Linked DNA regions of Mus musculus: region 2 is linked to region 1. Evidence: chromatin contacts called from public HiChIP or PLAC-seq data. All regions are on one chromosome and are shown on one strand. Each heading gives the region's core, a stretch centred on a gene start, on an enhancer-like site or on the middle of the called end of the contact. The rest is flanking DNA. Distances are from core to core; before and after follow the strand shown.

Evidence for each region. HiChIP or PLAC-seq counts read pairs in DNA pulled down with a chosen protein or histone mark.
Region 2: a BATF HiChIP or PLAC-seq map of CD8 T cells shows a contact between it and region 1, with 5 read pairs. The contact joins two enhancer-like sites. A contact is called at or near these places in 4 of 115 datasets of contacts at active chromatin or transcription factors (CD8 T cells, double positive thymocytes, effector CD8 T cells and 1 more).

What each region holds. Positions count from the first base shown.
Region 1 is chr6:71,355,559-71,361,696 of GRCm38.p6, forward strand. No RefSeq gene overlaps it. Among named protein-coding and RNA genes, the nearest start is that of Cd8a, 15 kb to the right of the region's middle. RefSeq lists enhancers at 1-3,119, 1-3,119 and a cis regulatory region at 2,150-3,119. Within about 2 kb of position 2,188, at least 16 of the 459 cell types and tissues checked have an H3K27ac peak or open chromatin away from gene starts, as enhancers often do. A contact at or near this core is called in CD8 T cells and effector CD8 T cells, where this site is marked.
Region 2 is chr6:71,634,304-71,640,811 of GRCm38.p6, forward strand. No RefSeq gene overlaps it. Among named protein-coding and RNA genes, the nearest start is that of Kdm3a, 4.6 kb to the left of the region's middle. Within about 2 kb of position 4,423, at least 10 of the 459 cell types and tissues checked have an H3K27ac peak or open chromatin away from gene starts, as enhancers often do. A contact at or near this core is called in CD8 T cells and effector CD8 T cells, where this site is marked.

The sequences.
Region 1 (6,138 bases), core at 938-3,437:
TTTTATTTCTTATATTTAAAAAATTCCACATCATCATGGCCATATTGAGTGTATGTATCCATAAAATATACCGTAGCCATTTCCCAGCTCCGTACATGTTTTTCATAATTCTAATATTTCACAGTAATGTTTAAAGGTGTGCTGGCTGTTCCTTTTGGAGAACAGTTCAGTCTCACCCATGTTCACGTCTCTGTGCCTCCCTCCCCTGCCTCCCTTCTGAGCTGACCTTAAGATTACACCCATGACAGCAGATTTCCACCTTGGAATGACTGAGCATATGGGTGCAAACATTTTAATAGATCGGCCTCTTTTTATAATTTTTTTTTTTACTTTTCATTGGTATAATCATAATTTATGGGATACAGGGTGTTTCCCCCCTTCTCCAAAAGTTGCGTGTATCCTAGACTGGTCTCTAACTCATCATGTAGCCAAGGATGACGTTAAACCCTTGAAGCTCCTGCTTCCACCTGCCCCGTGCTGGGAATGCAGGTTTGGCACCACCACGCCTGGCCTGGTTTTCCCTTGGCTTATTTGCTGGTCGGTTGTGTTCTTACTGCTTTGGATATTCATCCCTCCCTGGATTCTCTGTAGTTATTTTCTCCCTCTTGGCAGACTGCCTCATCACTGTGTCTGTCGAAGCTAATTTGTTTGAAATAGTTCATTTGTCAATTTTGGGTTTTGTTCCCTGTGTTCTGGGGATGATATTCAAAAGATATTTCCCCACTTTTGTATTATAGATTTTTGTTGGTGTGTGGGGAGGTGGTATGCATGTGTGTATGTGCAAGTGTGCCATGGAGTCCAGAAGATAAGCTTATAGCGTTGGTTCTTTCCGTTCACCTTTATGTGGGTTTTGGGGATCAAACCCAGGCTACCAGGCTTGCACAGCAAGTACCTGCTAAGGCATCTCACTGGTCCTAAGTTACAGCTTTTTAATATCTGATGTGAGATTGCTTTCTGGGACACTGCCGCTCCCTCCCACAGTAAGTACCATCCTGTCCCATGTTGTGTTACAAGTGGGAGCTCCTTTTCTGCACTGGTGCTGCTCTATACAAGATTGCTGCATCTTTCTCCCATTTTATAAATGATCAAATGCGCATTGTGCAAAGTGACAGATTTCCACGTGGCATTTTTATGTTTGTATCGTGTTCTTGTATCATCGTCACATCCTCCATTATCCTTTCTGTCTCCTATACACCCCCTTCCATTTTCATGTTATATATTTCCTTCTTTGTAAAAATATAGATTCCATATATGGGCACAAACATCTGGCACCATCTTCCCAAGTCTGGCTCATTCCTTTGAACATGATGGTCCAAGGCCCCTTGTAATAAAATCCATAGTCATAAGTAAGATGGAGTCTTCTGTTTGTTTTGTTTTGTTTTTTGTTTTTGGAGATAGAATTTCTCTGTATAGCCCTGGCTGTCCTGGAACTCACTCTGTAGACCAGGCTGGCCTCAAACTCAGAAATCTGCCTGCCTCTGCCTCCCAAGTTCTGGGATTAAAGGCATGCGTCACCACTGCCCGGATGTAAGATGGAGTCTGAATACAGCTTTGATAGATTGGCAAAATCTTCTTAAAAGGCATGCATTTCCTAAGTGAACACCTTTACTTTGAACACACAGTCCAGTGTTTACAGAGCAAAAGCAGAGGGTTTGGGCTTTGATGCTGTAAACATGGCAGAAACTCAAAACCCAAGACCCAAAATGCTCAGGGACAAATCAAGGCGTGACAGTTCTAGGTACAATCCAAGGAATGGATTGTGCAGAGTTGCTGAATCCAACATTGGAGAGGCAAGGACTCTGATCTGAGCCATGGACAGAGCCTGACATCGTGCCCAAGTCAGCATCAACCTTCCCATGAGGAACAGAGCTGGAAAAGCCCATCAGAAGGGCAGCCGACAGGGAGAAGAGACTTTTGAACAAGCCCAGCCACCCAAGGATTCACCATTCAGAGAGACCTGTCTATGTGGGGGCTACCTCTGTCTCCCACAGCTGTGCTGGGGTCTTGTTAAAAGTGAAACTGACTTTCAGAGGGTTCTGGGGGCGTTTGCTACAGGAAAGTCGATGTTCCACTTCAGGGTCCAACTAGCCTCAAACAAAGCCTCTTGCTTGCTTTCAGCTTCTGGGGCCCCTTGGTTGCCTCTGCTACTTCTAGATGTTTCTGAGGTTACAGCAGGCCACAGCATGTTCCAGTCTAGGCAGAGGAAATATAAAAACCAATGCGAATGTGACTCAAGACCCCCTCGTGCTTCTACAGCACCACACAGCTGGAAATGGCAAAGTCTGCCGGCTTCCGGGTTCCACCATTGCCGGGAAGCCACTTCCTTTTCTCCCAACCAAATGAGATCGGCATCTGAGATCCATTCAGTAGATGAGGAATAAGATCAGAAAGGCTCAGGTCATACTGATCACACCGCATTAATAAAGTCCTGAGCTAGGACTCAGCCCCAGCGGCCTGACCTGACTTAACCTATGAGTGGGATGTGACAGAGCTCAGTGGTCCATTCACAAGCTTCATGGACGTAGAAAAGGAACCTGGGAGCAGGCCAGTGTAGCCTTATACAAACCTGGGGTTATTGGATTTGAGGGGGATAAGACAACAATATAGTTCATTATAGTTGAGTCTGTAGTTCAAAGCAGATAAAGCCAGAGAGTCAGAAGCTGAGTATGGTACACAAGACACTTGGGGGGGGGGGGAGATTGAGAGAAAGCGCTAAGGAGATAACTCAGTAGTTAAAACACTTGCCACTCAGAAGTGAGGACCAGAATTTGGATCTTCAGAAACATAAATATTGAGTGGACCTTCTGGCCTGACTGTAAAAGCAGGCAGAGTCCTCAGCAAGATCCACCTTGGTGAGTAAGGTTGAAGAGTCAGAGAGGACGATTCCTGACTTCGAGTGTCATGCATACCCCACTCTGGAAAAACAAAGTGAAAAAAGCCATTTAAAAAGGCACAAAAGTATAAAGCACTGGAGCATAACTAAATGTTATTATATTGGTTTATTTTTAGTATATATATTTTTTTGGTGTGGCTGGGGCTATAGCTCTGTAGGTCAAACATACATGGAGCCCTTGATTCCATCTCCCAGGGCTGGTTTACAGGATGCTGAGTATGGATCCCGCAAGGCAAGCTCTCCGAGAGACTGAGCTACAGTCCCACACTCATTCTTAAGTCCTTGTGTTACATTTTTATTGGAGGCAAACCTTGGGCGAGCTGTCCAAGCTGGTCCTGAACTCACTGTATAATCCAGGTAGGCCTGCACTCAGCCTGCACTCAGCATCCTTCCGCCGCAGCCTCACTTATAGCTGGGACAGCACCACCAGCCCCAGATGAAACGTTCTCGAACCCAAATAGCAAAGACCATCTTTGTGCATTCCGCACTGACATCCACCTTGATTAAGCATGGTGTTAAAACTGAGTATACCACTGCAGTCACCAAGTCTCTGTGTGTGTCCTTGTTCTCTCTGTTGAGCACATCACAGTTGGAGTCTGAGTTTGTGGGGTTTTTTTCTTCTAAGAAAAAGTTAAAAGAAACAGGGTTTTCTGATTTCTTGGTACTGAAATGAATGGGTTTGGACTCTAGCCCCACTGAGTGTTCTCATCCCATAAGGAACATATTTCAATACCCTTGCCTGGAAACTACAAACATTTATTAAGGAAAAATTGCTGAACAGTGGTGGCGCATGCCTTTAATCCAAGCACTCAGGAGGCAGAGGCAGGCAGATCTCTGTGAGTTCAAGGCCAGCCTGGTCTACAAAGTAAGTTCCAGGACAGCCAGGGTTACACAGAGAAAACCTGTCTCTAAAAACCAAAAACAAACAAAATAAAATAAAAATCCCAGGGCCAGTGAGATGCTTAGCAGGTAAAGACATTTGCTGCCAAGCCTGGTAGAAAAAGACAACTGACTCTCACAAGGCATCCTCTGACCTCCATTCGAGTGCTCACACATACAAATAAATAAATAGGGCTTTAAAAATAGAAGATATAGCTTTGTCCTAAGTACAAATTTTCATACCCAGTCACTCATGCAAATTGATGCCTAAAGTTATTTACTAAATCAGACATTAATCAAAAACCTCAGATTCCAGAAAGCACAAATATAGCTATAACCTTGGTCTACAAAGAAACCAAATTATATAGGAAAGGCAATATTAACAAGAGTGCAGATATTGGCTAAACATGAGATATAAAAATTTTTAAAAGCAGATTGGAAACTGGAATATTCACCCCCAACACCTTAACTCCTCTCAGATCAACTCCCATCAGTTTCATGTCTTCTTTTTAGAGTCTATTTTGTGACAATTTGGGTATCGCTTTTGCTTGTAGTGGGTGTTGGGAATTCCATTTCCCCATTCACTCCCCACCCCAACTCCATATTGCCAATGTGGATCCAACACAGCCCATGTAGGGCTGGTGGTGCTTTCACTAAAGACCGTGGGTAAGTTGGTAGAATACTCATTTTTCCGGGACTTTTATATCTTTCATATATTCTTCCCCTTTACCATTCTGCTACAGCACACACACCCCTTTCCTGTCTCCTTAAAAGGAATAATGTTGAAACAGGGCATGGTGGCACACACCTATAATCCCAGCACTTGATCCAGCAAGAGGCTTAGGAGTTCACGGCCAATCTCAGCAACATAGAATTCAAGGCCAGCCCTGCTACTTTAGATACTGCCTCAAAAGTAAAAGTGTTGGCCTGGATCTTCTCTGAGTGCACTTCCACCTCTACATTCTGACCCACTAATCCTCTAACCCATCAGGACACTCAGGCGATGCCTCCCTTTTATCCCTGCTCCCCTCCCGACCCGATCTAAGTAAGTACCAGTTTCTGCCTTAGTGCTGTGTCTGCTCTAACTTCAGAGTGCCAGACTTGTCCCCTGGGGCAGCAGTAGGGTAAGTGTTGTGGGCTCTGCTTTGGGGCTTTCTATGAACAGGAAAATGAATTCCTGTGCCATCGGGGAGGGGGAACTCTGTATCAACCTAAGTTTTAAACCCTGCCAAGGCTAGCCCAGAGACCTGATGGACCTTCTAGCTCCTCTACCTGGCTGTTGTCATCCTGTCTTATCTCTCCAGCCAGTGGGCTCTGTATTTGTTAGCCAAGATCCCTACCTTCCACCTGCTAGCTAGGCTCTTACCCTTTCTTAGCTCCACATTCCAGTCTGTCAAGGCATTGTTTCTTTTGATTCTGTCTCTGGTAGCCAATTGCACCTCTCACATGGTTTGGAGCCCTTTGGCTGGGCTCCTGTCCACCTAAGAGAAGCTGTGCACTTCGTTATATCATCACCTGTTCTCTTATGGCTGTAGTCTTTGCTCCTGTGCTCCTGAGCACAGAAGACCGCCAATCAGCACAGAATCAGCCAGCTGCAAACAACCACATCTCTGCATGCTGCTCTTAAGAAGCTGCATAGAGGGCAATGAGGAGACTCAAGGTCGTGGCTCTGCCTCTAGAGTTGCAGGGGCACCCCCAAAGGACCCTGCATTAAAAATGCAAAAGCTAAACTGGGAAAGATCGAGTAGAGAGAACTTCCCAAGAAAGCCCCTCCACACCAACCAAAGGAGGATGGACCACGGGGACCAGGGGAAGAAAGAGGAGCAGCCCCTGATCTTTCCCTATCTTCATTCTCCTCACTGAAGAGAATTTCTAACTTTCATCTCTAACTTCCTCCCTCTGCACTCCCCCTGCCCCCTCCCCCCAAGAAATTCTCCATGTGTGGTTCCAGACTTCAGGAGTTAGACCCATGGGCTCTGGTGGGGAGTGGAAACAAGGTGCACCTCCCCCAGGTTCCCATCGCTGCACAGCTCGGCTCTCACGGAACACAGACTGCTCAGATCCCTTCAGAAATCTGACTCGGGCTTGGCTCTTACCAGTAATGAGGTCACAATTTGTAGAATGAAGAAAGGAAACATTTATGGTCGAACTGAGGTTGCTATCTGCCTCCTTGGCCAGTGCCCAAATGAAGGTGTTGGGATTAAAAAGTACAAAGTTTCCATTGACTTTTAAAAGTTTCAATTTGGAGTAATCTGTTTCAAGACTTAACCTCCCACACCAGAAAAAGAAGAAAGTCTGCAAACACAGGGCGGGTGCGTGCGGAGGGCGTGCGCTTTTCCTGGGGCTGTTTTGCCCGAGCTTTCGTT
Region 2 (6,508 bases), core at 3,173-5,672, 280 kb after region 1:
TGGGTTAATTTTATAAATAAACATGGAGAGGTACTTAGTATTTAAAAAAATTTTTTTGGCATAAGAAAAGTACAGCATAAGAAACTTGAAACTATTAGGGTAAAATTTTTATAAGACTAATCAAAGGAAAGCTACATTGGCATCTTGTACAGTTATACATTATTTAATACGAGGGATATATTCTGATAAAAGGTTGTTAGATGATTTCATTACATTGATAACATAGTGTCCTTACAGAAATTACCAAGTCACTGAGAAAAACTTATGGGATCACCACTGTATATATCACATGTCACTTGCCATAATGTTGTTATATGGTATATGACTAAGAGTAAAAGCATAAAAAGAAGAAATATATTAATAAAGGATTGGGTCTATAAAATACATTATTGAACTATTCAAACTGAAGATATGAACTAAGTTAATAGTACTAAACAAGAAAGTTTTGACAGCTTATAATCACAGTAAATGCTATAAATCCATTTATCTCAGAAATAAGCAGTTTAAATTTTTAAAATGAGAGAATGTGGAGGACTTAGATCACATAACACATAATTTGGAAAATAACAGGCATAAATTCTACTAAAACAAAAGACATTTTTGTTTTAGGCATAAATTCTACTAAAACACACACATGACTTTTCTGTTTTATTCATGATTCCAGAACCAAGAAAAGTTGGAGAGATATCCAGTGTACTTTATGAACTTACAAAGTCCTATTACTAAATCTGAACAACAACAACAAAAAAACAACAAAAAATACTTACATAGATGGAAAGTTCTTTTATTTAGTAGAGTTACTAGAAAACAATCATGGTTTTTGCTGTTAACTATAATCATTATATAAAATAATGGATTTTATTTGAACATTTTCATATGTAATCCATTTTAATAATATTCTTTCCCATATTACCCTCTCTTGTTTTTCATTGCATTCCTGATAGCCAGAGATGCCAGAAACATTAAAAGGACATTGAATGTTCATGAGCTTAAAACTTTTATAAGCTTCCTAGAAACCAGTGTGTGAGTATGTATATGAGTATGTGCCTGTGTGTATCTTGAGAAAACTGCTAACAAATATGGACTGGAAGAAAGGATAAGATCACTTATTTTAGTAGTCACATCCAGTGGATGTGGGAAGAAAAATGGAAATAATTTAAATGTACTTCAATTGGAAAATAAATAAATGAATAAAAAGAACAAGGCACGATGGCTCCTTTACCCACTGATCTCTGCACTTGGAAAGTGGAGGCAGGAGAATCAAGAATTCAGGACTAGCCTCAGGTATATAGGAGTTTAAAGCAGGTGAGGGTTATCTGCGACTCTGAAAAATTAACATCAAAAAAAGGAAAAGAAAAGATAGATAAAAGGAATAAATGGAATGTGACATATATTGAAGTTTCAGAGTACTTGAAAAAGAAAAAATTCTAGATGTACCAAAAGATTGCCAAAGCACTTTGGAAAAGAGTACTGCATTTGACATTATCATTACTTAACACACATATAAAAAAAAATTTTTTTTTTTGGTTTTTTTGAGACAGGATTTCTCTGTATAGCCCTGGCTGTCCTGGAACTCACTTTGTAGACCAGGCTGACCTCGAACTCAGAAATCTTCCTGCCTCTGCCTCCCGAGTGCTGGGATTAAAGGCATGCACCACCATGCTCAGCAATATAAAAATATTTTATATGGCCCACTAAATATATTAAAACTTGTAACACCAGCTACTGGTATATGAAGGCCCACATCAGAAGTCAGGGAACTAGTCAGTGGCAATCAGTATTATTTACAGTGTGATTTTTGTTTTTACATGTTAACTTTTCACTTTAAATTAGCAACTGTGATCAACACCACTGTCTCTATCCAGAGTACTTGCATCACCCCCAAAAGGAACCTTTGTACACATTAAACAGTCATTATTTTTAGCTGTCAAATCCTAGCAACCATTAGCTTGGCTTTTGTGCCTATAGAATGTCATATTTGGAAATTTCATATGAATAAAATCATGTAATATATGTATCTGTATACTCTCACTTAGCCAAATATTTTAAAGGTCTGTTCATGTTGTAGATTTATAATATTTATGGTCTTAATTATAATCCACTGTGTGGATAGGCCACATTTTGTTCATTCATTCATTAGATGATAGGCACTTCAGTTGTTTCTGCCTTCTTGATGCCACAAATAGTGTTGCTATGAATATTCACAAATACTTTTTTTATTGGTTATAGGTATTGGGTTTTTAATTTTTTTAAGTATAAAACCAGTGAAATTACTAGCTATAAGACAAAGTACATTTAATAAGCTATCTGTTAAAGTACATATGTAATTAGGTCTGTCAAGATTAGTAAAGGTGCTAATCACCAAGACTGAGGACCTGAATTCTAACCCCAGAACCCACACAAGAAAGGAGAGAACTGGCTCCTGGAAGCTGTCCTCTGACCTCCCACGTTCATGCACAGAAGTGGAATAGGGACATTACAAGTGGTGACACCATACCTGGCATTTTTAATTTTTTAAATTTCATTTTATAGTTGTTTGTTTGTTCGTGTGGAGTTCAGAGGATAACGTGTGGGTGTTAGTTCTTGCCTTCCACCATGTGGCTTCGGGGATCTAATTTGTCTATTCCGGCCTGGCAGCAAGTGTCTTTACTTGCTGGGCCACCTTGCCAAATTGCTCTTGGCATATTTATGTTGGTTCTTGGCATCAAGCTCAGGTCTTATTCCTTTCAAGGTAAACATTTTACCTACTGAGCTATCCTCTTGCCCCCCTCCTTCACTATCAGTCCAGATTCTGGCAAGGCAGTATGCTGAAGTAAGACACTTGAGGAGTAGAAAAAAGGGCACATTTACAGAGTGAGGGCTGGTATGAAGAGCCACAGAACAATGGATGAGATATATCCAAGGCTTGCCGTCCCAGGACTCATTACAAACCACAGCCTAGGACAAGAAGACGAGAGTTGCTACTGGAGCCTTGAAGAAGCAACTATGATCTCAGGAGTGTAAAATGCATCTGACAATGTGACCTCTAGAGGAGACATACTGTTAGTTAATCCTGGGCTCAGCAGGGAGAATCAACCTGAGAAAAAGTTCCCCAGTCTCTATCTCTGCCACCCTCCTATCTCCTTCCCAGTAAGAGGTCAATCTCTAGGCAGAGAAAGAAGAGGGGCAAAGAACTTCAGGGTACAGCATAGCCTTTGAATGAACCATAGAACAACTGAGCACACTTACTAAGTCAACTTCAATGAATCAAAGATCATTAGGATAAGAACACCTGAGTCTATAAAAACTGTTCATTGTGACTTAAAGGAATCCTGGACTCATATGCTTTTGCAATTCCTGTTGTAATTGACCTTGAATCTAATTCTGAAGAGTGACCTAGGGCTTACCCATCACAAACACATTGTAGGTTTGTTTCCAGCAGTGTGTTTCTTACCATATTCCAAAAAGTATTGTGTTTACCATCTCTCTAGACAATTATCTCCTTGATGTGACTTATTAACTAGAAATAAACAAGGAACTAACTTCTTCTTCCTAAAGGTAAAATCACAGTTAAAAACAAAGCAAAATAAACCCTCTTTTTAAGCATTAATCTGGAACTTCTAGTGAGAGGTTCTAAGATGTATTCAAAGACTGTAGTGATGGCTCAGTGGTTAAGATCACAAGCTGCTCTTCCAGAAAACCCAGGTTCAATTCCCAGCACTGATTTAGCAACTCATGTTGGTCTCTAGTTATAGTTCTAGAGGCTCCAATATTCTTGTCTGATGTCCCTGGCACCAGGTTTGCACATGATACACACACATATACAAACAAAACATTTATATGCATTAACAATAAGGCAATAGTTTAAAATAAAATATATTTGAAAGGGCTGGAGAGATGACTGGTGGTAAAGAACACTTGCTTCTCCTGCAAAGAACCAGAGTTCAGTTTAGAGTGTGTGGCTCATAGCCACCTGTAGACCCAAACCCCTGCACATGCATTAAAAAACCCAGCACACGGTTCTTTAAGCCTACTGCTGGGGAATCAGAGACAGGAGGACCTCTGGTCTGAGGCTGAGTAACTTCTTAAGCAAAGACATTTATTTGACTCACAATTCTAGTAACTAGAAAGAGAAAACAATGATATCAATGTGTTGGTGGGGCCAAGGTGTGGGGTGGGTTTTGTTGTGGTTGTGGTTGTTATTTTGCTTTTGAGACAAGTCTCACTATGTAGAATTGACTGGCTTGGAACTCACTATGTTGATGAGGCAGGCTTTGAACTTAGAGGTCTGCTGGGTTTTGCCTCCCACATCTTAGGATTAAAAGCAAGTACACTACCACACCCAGTCCAATTTGTGATGCCCAAATAGTCATAGACGTATGGTGATCTACTGGAGTGTGGTTGACCTACCTATACTGTTAAAGGGAACTGACTCTCTCTTCCACAGAAGTTGTCAACTGTCACTAGCTCTCTGGCTAGGGGTACGGATGTGGTATAACATAGTCAGGCTAAAACACTGACTGGATTGGTTTTGTGCTACACAATGTATCCTGATCATAGCCACACACCCCTTTGATTGTCTCTCATTACTTTTCAAAAACTTCCACAACCTTCCACCTCTGCTGCCATCCACCTGGTTAAGCCACCATCTCTATGCTGTCGTTACCACCTCCTCCAACTTATAACTCATGATACAGCTGGACAAAGACTTTTCCAAATACACATCTGCTTAGTTCCTTATACCAAAGTTTCACTTTACCATCAACATAAACTATCCTGCATGGTTTAAAAAAACCTCGACCTTTTCTACCTTAGAATTCCCCTTAGAGACATGAAGAGTATAACAAAGAATCAAGGAGAAAGCTAGTAATGAGAAAATATAAGACATGATATAGTGGTTTGAATGAGATGTCCCCAAATTGCTGGAATTTGAATACTCAGTCTCCAGTTGGTGGCTGTTTAGGGAGAGTTAGAAAATGTGGTCTTGCTAGAAAAAGTATGTCACGGGTGGTGGGCCTCGAGGTTTCAAAAGGCTTGCGTCATTTAGAGTTAGCTCCCCTGTCTCTTGTTTGTGTATTAAAATGAGAGTTCTCTGCTGCTCCAGCCAGGTGCTACCTCTTACCTCCACTCTGCCATCACAAACTCTAGCCTTCTGGAAATATAAGCTCTGAACTTTTTTCTTTAAGTTGTCTTTGTCATGGTGTTTTATCAAAACAATAGAAAAGCAACAAATACAGATTAATTCATTTAAAGGCAGGTAAGTTATAGAAATTAATGAATCCAGGAATGGTGGCGCACACCTTTAATCCCATAATCCCAGCACTTGGGAGGCAGAAGCAGGCAGATTTCTGAGTTCCAGGCCAGCCTGGTCTACAGAGTGAGTTCCAGGACAGCCAGGACTACACAGAGAAACCCTGTCTTGAAAAAACAAGAAAAAAAAGAAAAGAAAAAAAGAAAGAACGAGAGAAAGAAGAAAACAAAGGAACAAAGAAATGAACTTTAATGCAAAGCATTAAAGGTTTCTTAAGCTGGAAAGAAAGAGAAGAGGGAAGAGGAGGAGGAGGAAAAAAGAGAAGAGGGAGAAGGGGAGGGAAGAAAAAGAGGGCTGGGGATGTAGCTCAATGGTAAAGCATTTGCCTAACACACATGAGGATATAGATTCAATCCTCAGTACAATGGGGGAGAGGAGCAGGGATATGCAGAGACAAACGAGAGCAAGTGAGCACTTGAGGTATGTAGAACGATAGCCAAGAGTTTCATATATACATGAATGTAGTCTCACAGAGGAGGAGAAGTACAATGAAGCAGAAAACATCTGAGACAGTGGCTGAGATGCTTCCTGAAATTAGACACTAACTCACAGACGCAAGGGGCTCAGTTGGCTGTATCCAAAGACTACATGTAGGAATACCAGAGCCTAATACTGAAAATCACCGGGAAAGACAATAGCTTGAAAGATCTGTCTGACTTGCAAAGGACACATTGCACACAGGGAATGATGACTGAAGTCAGGTTTGGCGGAGATAATAGAGGCCAAAAGATAAGGCAACAGGCGAAGGAAATAGTTGTCAACGTAGACTGTTACATTCAGCAAGCATGTCCTTCAAAACATGAAAGTAAGATGAAGATTTTGAAAATGCCCAAAGAATCTGGATGAACTCATCTGAAGATCCACTGAGAAAAGGCTTACCTGATCTCAGTCTCTGGCACCCACAAGGTAGAAGGAGAGAAGTGATTTCTACAAGCTATTTTTTAACCTACACATGCTCATGCATTCTGGTGCATACACATGCACAATAAACTAAGTAACTAAACAAATACATTCAAAAATTTAAAGAAAGCTAATTAGTATTAAAGTGTACTATTAGTATAAAAGTGTTGTTCTTGCCCCGAAAACTACACAAGTGACCAATTTAGATGCATTTATAATAAGCTGAGTTAAACTCTTTCTGTAATAAAATCAGATGAAATCCGATGTGGCACTTGACCTGTTCACTAGCTTCTTCCAAAGTATAGCCTTCAAGTGGCA